Linked DNA regions of Mus musculus: all the other regions are linked to region 1. Evidence: chromatin contacts called from public HiChIP or PLAC-seq data. All regions are on one chromosome and are shown on one strand. The core of a region is the stretch at or near the end of the contact, and the rest is flanking DNA. Distances in the headings are between cores, read along the strand shown.

Region 1 (2,700 bases), core at 121-2,620:
AGGTCATCATTGTAGTGGTCATCAAGAAACTCCAACTTTGCCAAGCGAGAAACAATCACCTCCAGTCTACCTCCTACCCTTTTCCTTCAAGTAGAAAACAGTATGTTGTCCAGATTATCTGCTTGCTTTTCTGCAGCAAGTATAGAGTAGTCGCATCTCCAAGCCAAAGGTGGTTTTTTCCTATCCTAAGAGAGACAGATAGGCAAAGACAGACAGACAGACAGACAGACAGACAGACAGACAGACAGAGGATTCCGATATTCATGGCTCCCTGGCTCCTTACTTTTGCCTAAATGGCTACTTGGAATAGAGATGGGTTCCTCTAATAAAGATACAAAGGCACCAGAAGACAGTCCCTGCTAAAGTGACAGTAAAAGATATTGTTAGAAAAGGAAAGCTCTCAGCTCTCTGGGCTCCCGGAAGCTTGGGGGTGGGGGAAGTCGTCTCACCTATTTTGGAAACTACTTACAGATGTGGGGAAACCTCGGAATTGCTCACACCAGGGGCTTTTTTGCAGAGATTTCCTCTGATTTTTTTTTCCCTTCCCCAATTTCCCACAACCTGTGTTTGTCTTGAGTCTGCTAGGCTGAGGAGTGGTTTACCTCTCTGATCCAGCTGCCGGCTCTTACACCCTGTCCTAGGGAGGAAATCAAACAAGTGAAGCCGAAGGGTACTAGGAGGCGCTGGGCATGGGCGCCAGAACTGTCAGAAAATTTGCGAGGCGAGTATTCCAACTTCCCTTCCTGCGCCCACGTGAGCCCTAGCTCCAGCCCATCAGCGAGGGCTTAGCGTTTCCTGCTGGTGCGATCTGGAACTCGATTTTTTTTAAAAAAAATTAATTTCTCTAGTTCTTAGTAAAACTTTGTTGGTTAGGAGACTGCCTTTGCACAGATGCCTGTTTTCTTACCCAAACAGAGAAAGGTCAGATACTTTTCCTTCCACTCTTGAGGTAGGAAGGTTAAACAGCAGCAAGGGAAAGAAACACACATCGCCTATTTATCTGGGGGTGGGGTGGGGGCAAGATAGAGAGATTTGCAGCGAAGTTGTCACGATCCCTCGCGCCACCCCCGGTCTGGCGCTCTGCACTGACACGTACCTCATCTATTAATTGCTGTTCGTGGACGCAAATGCGGAATGCATTCGGTTTTTTATCTTTAGTAAAATAGAAATGGAAATGTCAGCGCGCTCGTGTCTGTTTGTTTGTATAAGGCTATCAAACGAAGTCAGAGAGGAGGCTGTGGCCCGGATCCTGACCCTGATTGTATGAATAAGTAAGCAGGATGCGAGTGATTGGGTTAGATGCTGCGAAGATTTTTTTTTTTTTCAAGTTAGGAAGAGGGTAAAAAGACAGCCTAGAGGGGGGGAAAGAGGCACTCCAAATCCTCACACCCCTTTGCTCTCCGGGCAGTCGGGAGCTTCCCTAGCTTCGGCAGGCTTTTAAGGTCTGGCGGCGTAGAAATGCCTATCCCCCACCCCCTTCCTCGGTCTCCCCTTTCAGTTCAGATGTGCTGATGTGCAGACCGGATTCATCTTCCCCGAGCAGCGGCGGTGGCAGCGGCGGGCGCAGGCGGCTGCAGCTCGCTCTCGGCCGCGGGGTCCTGACAGCGGCGGGGGCGCGGCGCGGGAGCCGGAGCTCCGGTGGCAGCTGAGCCCGCCGTGCGCCTCTCGCCGCGGCCGGTCGTGATCGCGGGAAGTTCGACCGCTGGAAGGACGACCTAGACCGAGCCGGGTTGGCTGCGGCTGCCCTGCGCCGAGCTCCTCACCTGCCTTCCGCCCACCCGCGGGCCCCCGGCCAAGTTCCCCAGCATCCGGGGGAGACAGGGAGACATTTGCCCTCTCTAGCGTCCTGAAGACATCCGCATGTCTCCGGACACCTGAACATTCAGGTCTTTCCGAGGAGCTTCCCAGTCGGGATAAGAACACTGTCCCTAGAGCCCCGCATATCCACGCGGCCCTCCGGGTCTGGTCCCCTCCTTTTCCTCTAGGGGAGGAGGATGGGTTTGCAAGCGCTCTCCCCGAGGATGCTCCTGTGGTTGGTGGTCTCGGGTATTGTTTTCTCCCGGGTGCTGTGGGTCTGCGCTGGCCTCGATTATGATTACACTTTTGATGGGAACGAAGAGGACAAAACGGAGCCTATAGATTACAAGGACCCGTGCAAAGCTGGTAAGTGCCTGTCTAAGTTGGGACTGTGGTGCGCTGCTGGGGACCAAGACGTTGGAATCTCCTTCAAGAGGCAATGAGAGCTCACCTGTTTCCTTCTCTCCTGCTCAGCCCCTCCATCGTTGCCCCTCCTCTCTCCCTCTCCTTTTTCCTCCCGGCTCTCCACCCTGCGCGGCGGCCCAAGTTCCCTGGAGTTCTGTGCTAGTAGGATCAGATGCCAAGCACTGGTCCCCCATCGCTTAAGGCAAACGTCCCGTCCTGTAGTTTCTGATCCCTCCCCCATCCCCTGTGAAATTAAACAAGTCATAAACACAGCTGGCTTCTGTGGGTTTTAAATGCCAGCACGCAGCGGGTTCAATGCACCAGGAAGGGACAAGACCTCCGCTGTTCCAGGACGAGGTTTCCCAGAGTTTGTTCATATCCGAGTAGGCAGAGTTTTCCAAAAGGTGGGTGGAGATGGCATCTCTGCCTCTGGACACTCCTTGTTTTACCAAGAGTTTAAGTGTGAGTTCCAGACCAGAAGGGTGTTGTGACAACCTT
Region 2 (2,700 bases), core at 195-2,694, 230 kb before region 1:
TTTTACATTTTAAAAATGTAAAAGCTTAATTTAAAAAATATATAGGTATACATATATGTATATTGACAATGTTAAAATAAGGTTTAAATGGATGTTGTTTGAGTATTTATTTTATAAACAGTTTAACTAAAAAGACAGATCGCAAAAATTCCCAGGTTTTTTTTTTTTACATTAAGTCTATTTACAGAATTTTCATTGTTAAAGTTATGACAATGATGGCAACCAGTAGAAAGAGTGCCATTTATGTGCTAAATAAACTTAGTTTCTGAGTTATTCAATGTACAGTGGGGTAGCCTTATGCAGAAGGCTGTAGTTTTTGGCCACAATACATTGTATAACATCACAAATTTACACTGTTAAGAGCCTTACTGGCCTGTTCTTGGGAAATAAATTGTGAGTGCTACTCAAACGATCTCCCTGTATGAAAGTGTGCTTTAGAAATAAACACCCTGGTTAGGTATGTGTTGAAAGGGAAGAGGGGAAGCAACAGAGAAAGGAGGAAAGGTGGGGTGCGGTGGGGTGACTGTCGGTTGTTAGTTTCATGGTAAGAGGACTGAAATGTAACAACTGAAGACTCACACTGAATTCAGATTCTCTGTCAGCGTCCCCACGTGCGCCTCTGTAGTCCTTTGTCTATGAGTCTGTGGTATAAAAGGTTTGTTTCCATCTCAGGTAGCAGCAAGGCCAGATGCTATCTGAGTCCCAGGCAGGTGACAGTGTGTTGAAGTCGCTTAGCCTACTAAAGATGAATAGGACAGCTGCACAGAAATACTTCACTTGGTTGCAGATATACCACACTATGTTGGCACTCTGGATTATTTCTTTAAAGGAAAGTTACTAATTACGAATTTTGAGGTGTGTGTGTTTGAGTGCGTGTGCACATGCACACAAACACACGTTTGCGCCCTTGCATGCGTACACAGGTATGGACTAAACCTTTACTCTTCAGAACAACCTTAAGCAGTTGGAGTTATTATCATTTCTGTGTTACAGAGCAAGTAAGACAGAGAGGTCAATGAAGGGAACTTTACCAATAATGGCTCCTTTTAAGTCTACAATCCGGTGGTTAGAAAAATCCCTTGCAAATACTTTTTCTGAAAATGTTTCTGACAGTTCACTAGTTTCCCCGATGGCTTTATTAAATGGGAAAAGGAATTTCCTATCCACTTTTCACTTATAAACAAAAACTTCCAGCGCCAGGGAGATAGCTTGGCAAATGCAAACTTGGGGACCACGGTTTGATCTACAGAACCCAACAAGAAAGTAGGCATGCATGCTGCATGTTTGTAACCAAAGGACTGTAGAATTAGGATTAAATGAACAAGGACAACAAATGAGAAATCTCCTTGCATTGGGTGGTTTCTACAGCCCAAGTGCACCGGTTCCCTCCCACGTGAAGCAGCTGGGAAACACAAGGGACTACAGCAGCCGCTCACACTGGGATCATTGCACTCACATCTGGCTTTGTTTTAGCTTGCTAGTTTTCCAGACCCCACCCCTGGTCACTTTATATATGCTAGACACATTGTACTAGGCTGTGAGAAGATTCAGAAACATTGCTTTTGACAACTAATTAGCATTACATAATTCACGGTACAATATTAGCATTTATTTAACCCACGGAACAACATTAGTCTTATTTAATTTAAGGCTACACATGCAGTAATTATAGACTTAATTGTAGGTATTTTTTTGAAATTTAACTATGTTTCTTTTATTTATTTATAAATCAAAGCTAAAGTAGTGGTGTGGTCAAGATTTTAATATCCTTTAAAAGCATTTATGTATATAAACATCACATTTGATGTTTTGCATCATATTTCTTTTGATTTTAGTGTTTAAATAAACATAACAAATAACTAGTTCCTTATAAGTTCTTATGGTTGTAGGATGATTGTTGATATGTGTGCATGCTTGCTGTTCAGAGGGACCAGGAGGGGACAGACATAGAAAAGAAAAGGATGGATACCCACTCAGGCCTGTAGTCAGTCCCTTACTAAAGTAGCTGCTTTGGTGTTCTTGTGAGTTGTGAATGCAAAAGAAGCCAGTCAGTTTTGCCTTCCGAGATGACAGCCTGGGGTGACTGGCTGAGGGTAAAGTGTTTATAAGGAACATACTTGGGTGCTGTTGTGATAAGGTCTCCAAGGAGTGTGGGCAGGCAAGCCTAGCTTGCTCATGGAATGTTGCAATCTGTCCTTGGTTATCAAAGTCATTTAGCATGCTTTGATACAGTTGCTTTTAAATCTATCTGAAAACTGCCAATGATCGGAGGGAATTATTTGGTCTCCCACAGCTGGTTGGTTCACCTTTTGGGCAGAGTCTCTTCTGTCCTTTTATGTCTATCCTTTGTCTATCAGATTCATCTCACTACAAGTTCACATTCACATACCATTAAAGTAATGTAAAGCTGTAATTTTCTTATTTCTCCATACCTCTCTTTCTGTCTTGTGCATATTTACACACACACATACACACACTCCAGCCTTATTCCAGTGTTATTCTTTAGTTAGATGGCATCATTTAATGCTTCTTAATTTTCTCTTTGAGAAGTAAATCTTTTGCAAGCATCCAGTTTAAAAAGTTTTCAAGGAAAATGAACTTGACAAGGGACATTGGTCTGGAGGAAACGATTACCTCCACATGTGAGGGTTGTTGAAATCTTACATGTGTTAAACCCTATGATGAAATGCTTTATGAACA
Region 3 (2,700 bases), core at 77-2,576, 140 kb before region 1:
GCCTAGATTGGGCAGATCTACCGCTACACTACCATCTTCCACATCTATGAGACCCCGTAGAAATTGTGGTTTCTCCAGGCCGTGTGCTTCTGTTCCACTTTTCTTCCTCTTCCTCTTCCTCTGCATCCTCTCCTTCTTCCATTTTTTCTTTCTCTCCCCCCACATTCTGCTCCACCTTCTCTTTTATCTGCCCCATTCATCTGCTCTTCTTTATTTTACAAATTAAGGTGGAAAGCAGGTTTACTGGAAATCACCAGAGTGCTGACTCACTCCTTGTTCGAAGCCACTCGCAGGAGAACAGAATTAACATCAAATATAATTAGCCTCAGGGTTATCCACAACAGTGATGTATCAAGAAACCCGGTGAAGACTTGAGCTTGGATCGATTGAATTCTCTCTGTTAAAGACTTTTCTATTTGTAATCCAATCAAGATCCCGAATTCATTAGTACTAGCAGAAAATAAATAGCTGCCATTCCAAATCAAGTAGTGACTACTTATTAACAATCTATACTGTTAACCTATAAGACTAATTTTGTTGATAGTATCTTTGGACCCATGTCTGAATGACAATTGTTGGTCTCTGGAGGTCCAAGAGCTAGAAGCAAAATGAACATCCCCAAGAATCTTATTCCTATTTTCAGCAGAACTTTAAATATTAAGCATACTAGACTATAGACAGCCAGCATTAGGACTTCCAGTTCTAAGTCCCAGTCTCTAAGTTCAATTTGTCCACATAGGAAACATGGTAGTTCACAAACACAGGGTGCTGCTCATATACTGTAAGTAAATTAAACAGAACCACAACAGAACTTTATGTATATATTTATGAAGAATATATGCATTTATGAAGAATATAACTGAATGGTTATAGAAATGTGATATAAATATTCCCTCATACTACTTGGAGAAAATAGTTGACAAACTTAAAAAGCTATTTGCCATGCATTTTTTGTAAATAAGCATGAAATATAAATATTTAAAACCAATCTTAAAACAGGCAAAGTCTCTAACTTGATAAAACTCTACATCTGGAAATTTACTTTAAAAACACAACCCAAATACTACAGAGGCATGAAGCTTATGTGTGAAACAGTGTAAAAACATGTTCATATCTTCTTGTTCAGCCCTGGTTACCAACTAGGTACCTGAGTAATTAGTCACTAAAATGCAGTGTTATTAACTGGGCATATGGCCAGGTAAGAAAAGAACTCTCAGAGACCAGAGAAGTTCCAGCTGCAGGAAGCATCTGTTACAAACAAAGAGGCAATGCCTAGACTTCTCACTTAGCACCCCAGTGTCTGGCAGAGCCCTGGGATCTGACTTTAAACCCAGATCTCTGAGAAGCTAACCTCCCAGGCAAGGTTGATGCTTCTGAGGTGAAATGTCTGGAGTCTGGTTCTGTAATTATTGGAACAATGGCCAACTGGGTCCACCTGTCACTGCCTGAGGGCATTGCTACCTGCAGAGTGAGAAAGCAACTCTGGAGTGGACTTCAAGACACAGAAGCCAATAGAAAGCCCAGCCTCAAGAAGCATGTCTCTTTCCCTCCCCTTAGTCTTTTATAATCCTTGTACTGCTCCTTCTGGCACAACACAGGGAGCCATTGGGCTGAGAACACTCCAGTCCCTACTTTTAGTCCTACTCACCATAGATAGATAGATAGATAGATAGATAGATAGATAGATAGATAGATAGATAGATAGATAGATCCAGACTGCATGCACTTTCTCATTTCTCTGGTCTTCTGTAAAATAAGCTGTAGGTCAGAAGTGGCCATACTTTGAGATTGTAAGGGCAGGGAGGAGTCTGATGTGGGCAAGTTGCACCTTGATTGACACTTCAGAACACAGGTACCCAGAGCATTCTATGGGAGAGGTGAGTATGTAGCCAGTTCTCCATGGGGCCAATGAGGTTTTACCTTTGTATGTCATTGTCTTCTGCCACCTGGTAACAGGCACTCTCTACCACTGGGATTGCTGATCATCAACACCACTGGTACTATATTGTTTCTCTACTGTGCTGGACCTATAGTTTGTAGGATCCCCATCACAACATGCCAAAGCTGAGTGCCAAAGCTGAGTGTGCTAGAACACCCTTTAGAGACAAGAGACAATAGCTTACTACTTGCCACACTGGTCTCATTACTTATCTAAAACCACACTGTTTAGGGATGGCAGCTCACAGAATGTCTTTCTCAGCTGTGAAAATGTTGTTGAATTAATGAAGAGAAACATTTGCAATTGAAGGAGGGGGAAATTGTTGGAAAATGGCATGTTTTTTTTGCCCCTTTCATTTTCCCAATTCAGAATATAAGCAAAGAGTAAACCCAGGGAGCGCCCTCCCTCTCCTCTGTCACCTTGGTTCTCTTTTGAAGTACACATGACTTTGGAAGGTCAGTTTACTTTGAAGAATGCAGTGTCGTTGCATGAATAATGGAAGCAACTTTATAGAGTTACCATGAAGATTAACAAGATGGCACGTGCGAGCTGCCTACATTGCACAGGTATATAAGTGCTCACTGTTGGATGTTGAAACTGAATATCTAGATTCTTTACCAGTCATGATACCAAGCTGATCCTCTGAGTTCTGTGTGTCATCACTAACATTTATTGGGTATTTTTGTTTCATGCTAAGCACTGTTCTAAGCTGTATGCACATTAACTCACCTAATCCTCACAGCAATTTATGAGGCAGAGAG
Region 4 (2,700 bases), core at 90-2,589, 160 kb before region 1:
TTTCCACTCAGTGTGAACTCTTCCAGGATGAGTTGTCTCTTAAATTTTGTTTAGTTTTCCCTTTTTAGGATCTAGATCACTGCGCGGGACACATTCAGTCCTCCATAATTATTTGTTAAGTTAACGAACCACGTAAATATTTCACTAAATGTTGATCTCTTGCAAGGATGTTGCTTTCCTTTTCCTAATAAGAAGGAAAATCAGTGGTTAGATGGAAAGATCTTATCAATGTGAGACCATTTTATTCACTATATTTTAGGGGTAAACCTAGGTAACAGCTGTGTTTGTTATACAGTGTGTCTCTCTGGAAACTAATCTTCTCTCCAGCTCTCATTAGTGAGGGTGTTTGATATGCTTGGGCCAGAATTTAATTATAAACTTCCACATGAGTCACGTTTTCTTCAGGAGCATTTATTCTACCTGTTTCTGTCACTTCCTCTGGGGAGGTTAATATAAATCCTGCTAATTCCAACCAGGGCTGAACTTGAGTTCTGCTCCTATTATTGACAAGTTGAAATTAGGAGCACATTAGCAGTGACTTTCGAAACTGAAGTCAACTGTTAATATATAATTCAGAGCCTACCGGGTACCGCTCCACTGTGAATGCCAACACCACCGCTCCCACCCTCAATGGAACAAAGCGCTTTGAAAGTGACCCCGTGTCTATTGTTACAGTCAGGTGCAGCCATGTGATTAGTTATACAAACGACCGTGTCGTTTGTACAGAGAACCTATTGATTTACATTTGTTTAAGAACAGAAGGAGCGGATGAAATATTTACCTGGCTGGGCAACTTGAGAGCTATTATTATTATTTGTAGAAAGTCAGGCTAGCTTTACTCTCAATTGAAATGGTAAATGGCTTGTTTTAGGAGGGCTAGGAATTGAAGCTAACCTCAAAACTGAAACTTCAGAGTTTTCCAGCAGAGCCCTTGTTCAGGGATTTCTGAATATGGCAGGTGAGATGAAGTACTGTCATTTGGGCCGAAGTGACCTCGGCCAGATCTCAGCATGCCTTCTTGGCTTTCTTTGTTTCTCCAGGCAAGAATCTCAGGCATAGAAGTATCTGGTTAAATTTCACCTCAAGATAACTCCTGAGAAGGACAGCGCCTCATCAGTTGCGGCAGACAGAAAAATGACTCCTTTACAGACAGTTGCACCCTAACCCCTGGAGTCTGCGATCATGTTCATATGATTACGGACATAGAACATACGTTTTGTTTGAGGGAGTGAAGAATATGGTAATCGGAGGCTATCCCTGCTCTTCCACATAGGATCTGGTTGATCACAGTGGTCCTGAGAAGAGGTCAGAGGTCATGCTGACAAGGAAGTATAAGCAGTGGGTGGAGCGATGCAGCCAGGAGTCAACTCCCTAGAACTGGAAGGTGGTAGAGGACAGAAAACCCCTCCCCAACCCCCCCTCCCACCAGAGCACACAGTAGGAGTGGTGTCAGCGTCATCTCAATTTAACCCCAGTCAATAAGTGCTTTTTTTTTATTTTTATTTTTGTTTTTGTTTCTTAATCCACTAAGTGTGAAGTAATTTGTTTCAAGAAAAACAGGAAGTGAAAACATCAATATTATCAGGACCATAAGTTGGCATAGATTGTGCACTTAACAATGCCCCTCAAAATAAACGCCTTTGTCTGTGTGGGTCACGAGAAGAAGCTCCCAGTTATGTTTAATATGTTTAAAATGTCAGGGTTACGTTTGCTTTTATTTGTCTGGGGTCTCTCTGCGATCTCTCTCTCTCTTTCTCTCTCTCTGTTTATCTTTCAGTCCCTCTCTTCCCTCCTCTCCCTCTCTGTCTTTTTCCCCTCACTCTTTCTCTTCTCACCTCCTCTCTCTTTCTTCCTTCCTCCCAATGTTGAAAAAAAAAAAGTCAGATGTTAATTAGGAAGCATTGGGTGCCTCGCGTGCTGCAGAAGCAATTTTAGACACCTGGGTGATGGCGGAAAGAAAACATCCTCTGTCAAGGAACAAGTGGAGCCAGCAGCCTCCCTTTTACATGTTGGCTCTAAAAAAGCAAAAGGAAACAACAAACAAACAAATTTTCAACAGCCGAATAAATACGGAGCATGTGGTACATCCACAGATGCATCAGCATTTAGCTGTAAAGAAAAATGAAGTCGTGACGCTTTTTGGAAATTTTCTCTAAGGGAAAATCATGATCCAGCCCTGGGAAGGCTACTGCAAACATGGCTGCACTGACCCTGGAAGTGCAGGTGTCCTTTGCCATCCCCGTTTCATCTCTTTTGGAGATGTTATCTAGAGCAGGATTGCTTGTTCACACCGAGGTTCTGTTTTTAAGTTCTAAAGGCATCTCAATATTTTATCCACAATTGGGATATTCATTTGCATCAGCAGCCGCAGAGGGCAAGGGTTCAGTTTCCTTCTCAATCCCGCCAGCACGTTCCTTCTTCTGGCTTTTAGCGTGTATGGGTGTTTTGACTGAGTATGGCCAAGAGAGTGTTTTATCTTCAGGACCTGGAGTCACACAAGGTGTTAGGAATGGAGCCTAGGTCCTCTGGAAGAGCAGCCAGTGCTGTTAACTGCTGAGCCCTGTCTCCAGCCTTCTACTTCTGTCTTTTAGATAATAGCTTTTTTTTTGGTTTTGTTTTGTTTTTTGTTTTTTGAGACAGTGTTTCTCTGTATAGCCCTGGCTGTCCTGGAACTCACTTTGTAGACCAGGCTGGCCTCGA

The links. HiChIP or PLAC-seq counts read pairs in DNA pulled down with a chosen protein or histone mark.
Region 2: a contact with region 1 is called in an H3K4me3 HiChIP or PLAC-seq map of embryonic limb bud, with 2.2 times the contacts expected there. The contact joins the enhancer-like site here to the promoter of Tll1 in region 1. A contact is called at or near these places in 4 of 39 promoter capture datasets (the 3T3-L1 cell line, cranial neural crest, embryonic stem cells and 1 more), 1 of 484 Hi-C or Micro-C datasets (3T3-L1-derived adipocytes), 9 of 115 datasets of contacts at active chromatin or transcription factors (embryonic forebrain, embryonic limb bud, embryonic stem cells and 3 more) and 3 of 9 other capture datasets (adipose tissue, embryonic stem cells and pancreatic islet).
Region 3: an H3K27ac HiChIP or PLAC-seq map of embryonic stem cells shows a contact between it and region 1, with 8 read pairs. The contact joins the enhancer-like site here to the promoter of Tll1 in region 1. A contact is called at or near these places in 3 of 39 promoter capture datasets (the 3T3-L1 cell line, embryonic stem cells and liver), 7 of 484 Hi-C or Micro-C datasets (brain, cerebellar granule neurons, cerebellum and 2 more), 5 of 115 datasets of contacts at active chromatin or transcription factors (embryonic forebrain and embryonic stem cells) and 2 of 9 other capture datasets (embryonic stem cells and pancreatic islet).
Region 4: an H3K27ac HiChIP or PLAC-seq map of embryonic stem cells shows a contact between it and region 1, with 2.6 times the contacts expected there. The contact joins the enhancer-like site here to the promoter of Tll1 in region 1. A contact is called at or near these places in 3 of 39 promoter capture datasets (the 3T3-L1 cell line, frontonasal cranial neural crest and liver), 5 of 484 Hi-C or Micro-C datasets (embryonic stem cells, nephron progenitors and uterus), 7 of 115 datasets of contacts at active chromatin or transcription factors (all in embryonic stem cells) and 1 of 9 other capture datasets (pancreatic islet).

Annotation. Positions count from the first base shown.
Region 1 is chr8:64,204,678-64,207,377 of GRCm38.p6, reverse strand. Tll1 (tolloid-like) reads left to right here and starts at 1,370. Exons shown (of 21, transcript NM_009390.3): 1 at 1,370-2,163. The coding sequence starts at 1,995.
Region 2 is chr8:64,437,440-64,440,139 of GRCm38.p6, reverse strand. No RefSeq gene overlaps it. Among named protein-coding and RNA genes, the nearest start is that of Gm35521, 18 kb to the right of the region's middle. Within about 2 kb of position 1,444, at least 5 of the 459 cell types and tissues checked have an H3K27ac peak or open chromatin away from gene starts, as enhancers often do. A contact at or near this core is called in embryonic limb bud, where this site is marked.
Region 3 is chr8:64,341,342-64,344,041 of GRCm38.p6, reverse strand. No RefSeq gene overlaps it. Among named protein-coding and RNA genes, the nearest start is that of Gm35521, 78 kb to the left of the region's middle. Within about 2 kb of position 1,326, at least 4 of the 459 cell types and tissues checked have an H3K27ac peak or open chromatin away from gene starts, as enhancers often do. A contact at or near this core is called in embryonic stem cells, where this site is marked.
Region 4 is chr8:64,365,025-64,367,724 of GRCm38.p6, reverse strand. No RefSeq gene overlaps it. Among named protein-coding and RNA genes, the nearest start is that of Gm35521, 55 kb to the left of the region's middle. Within about 2 kb of position 1,339, at least 7 of the 459 cell types and tissues checked have an H3K27ac peak or open chromatin away from gene starts, as enhancers often do. A contact at or near this core is called in embryonic stem cells, where this site is marked.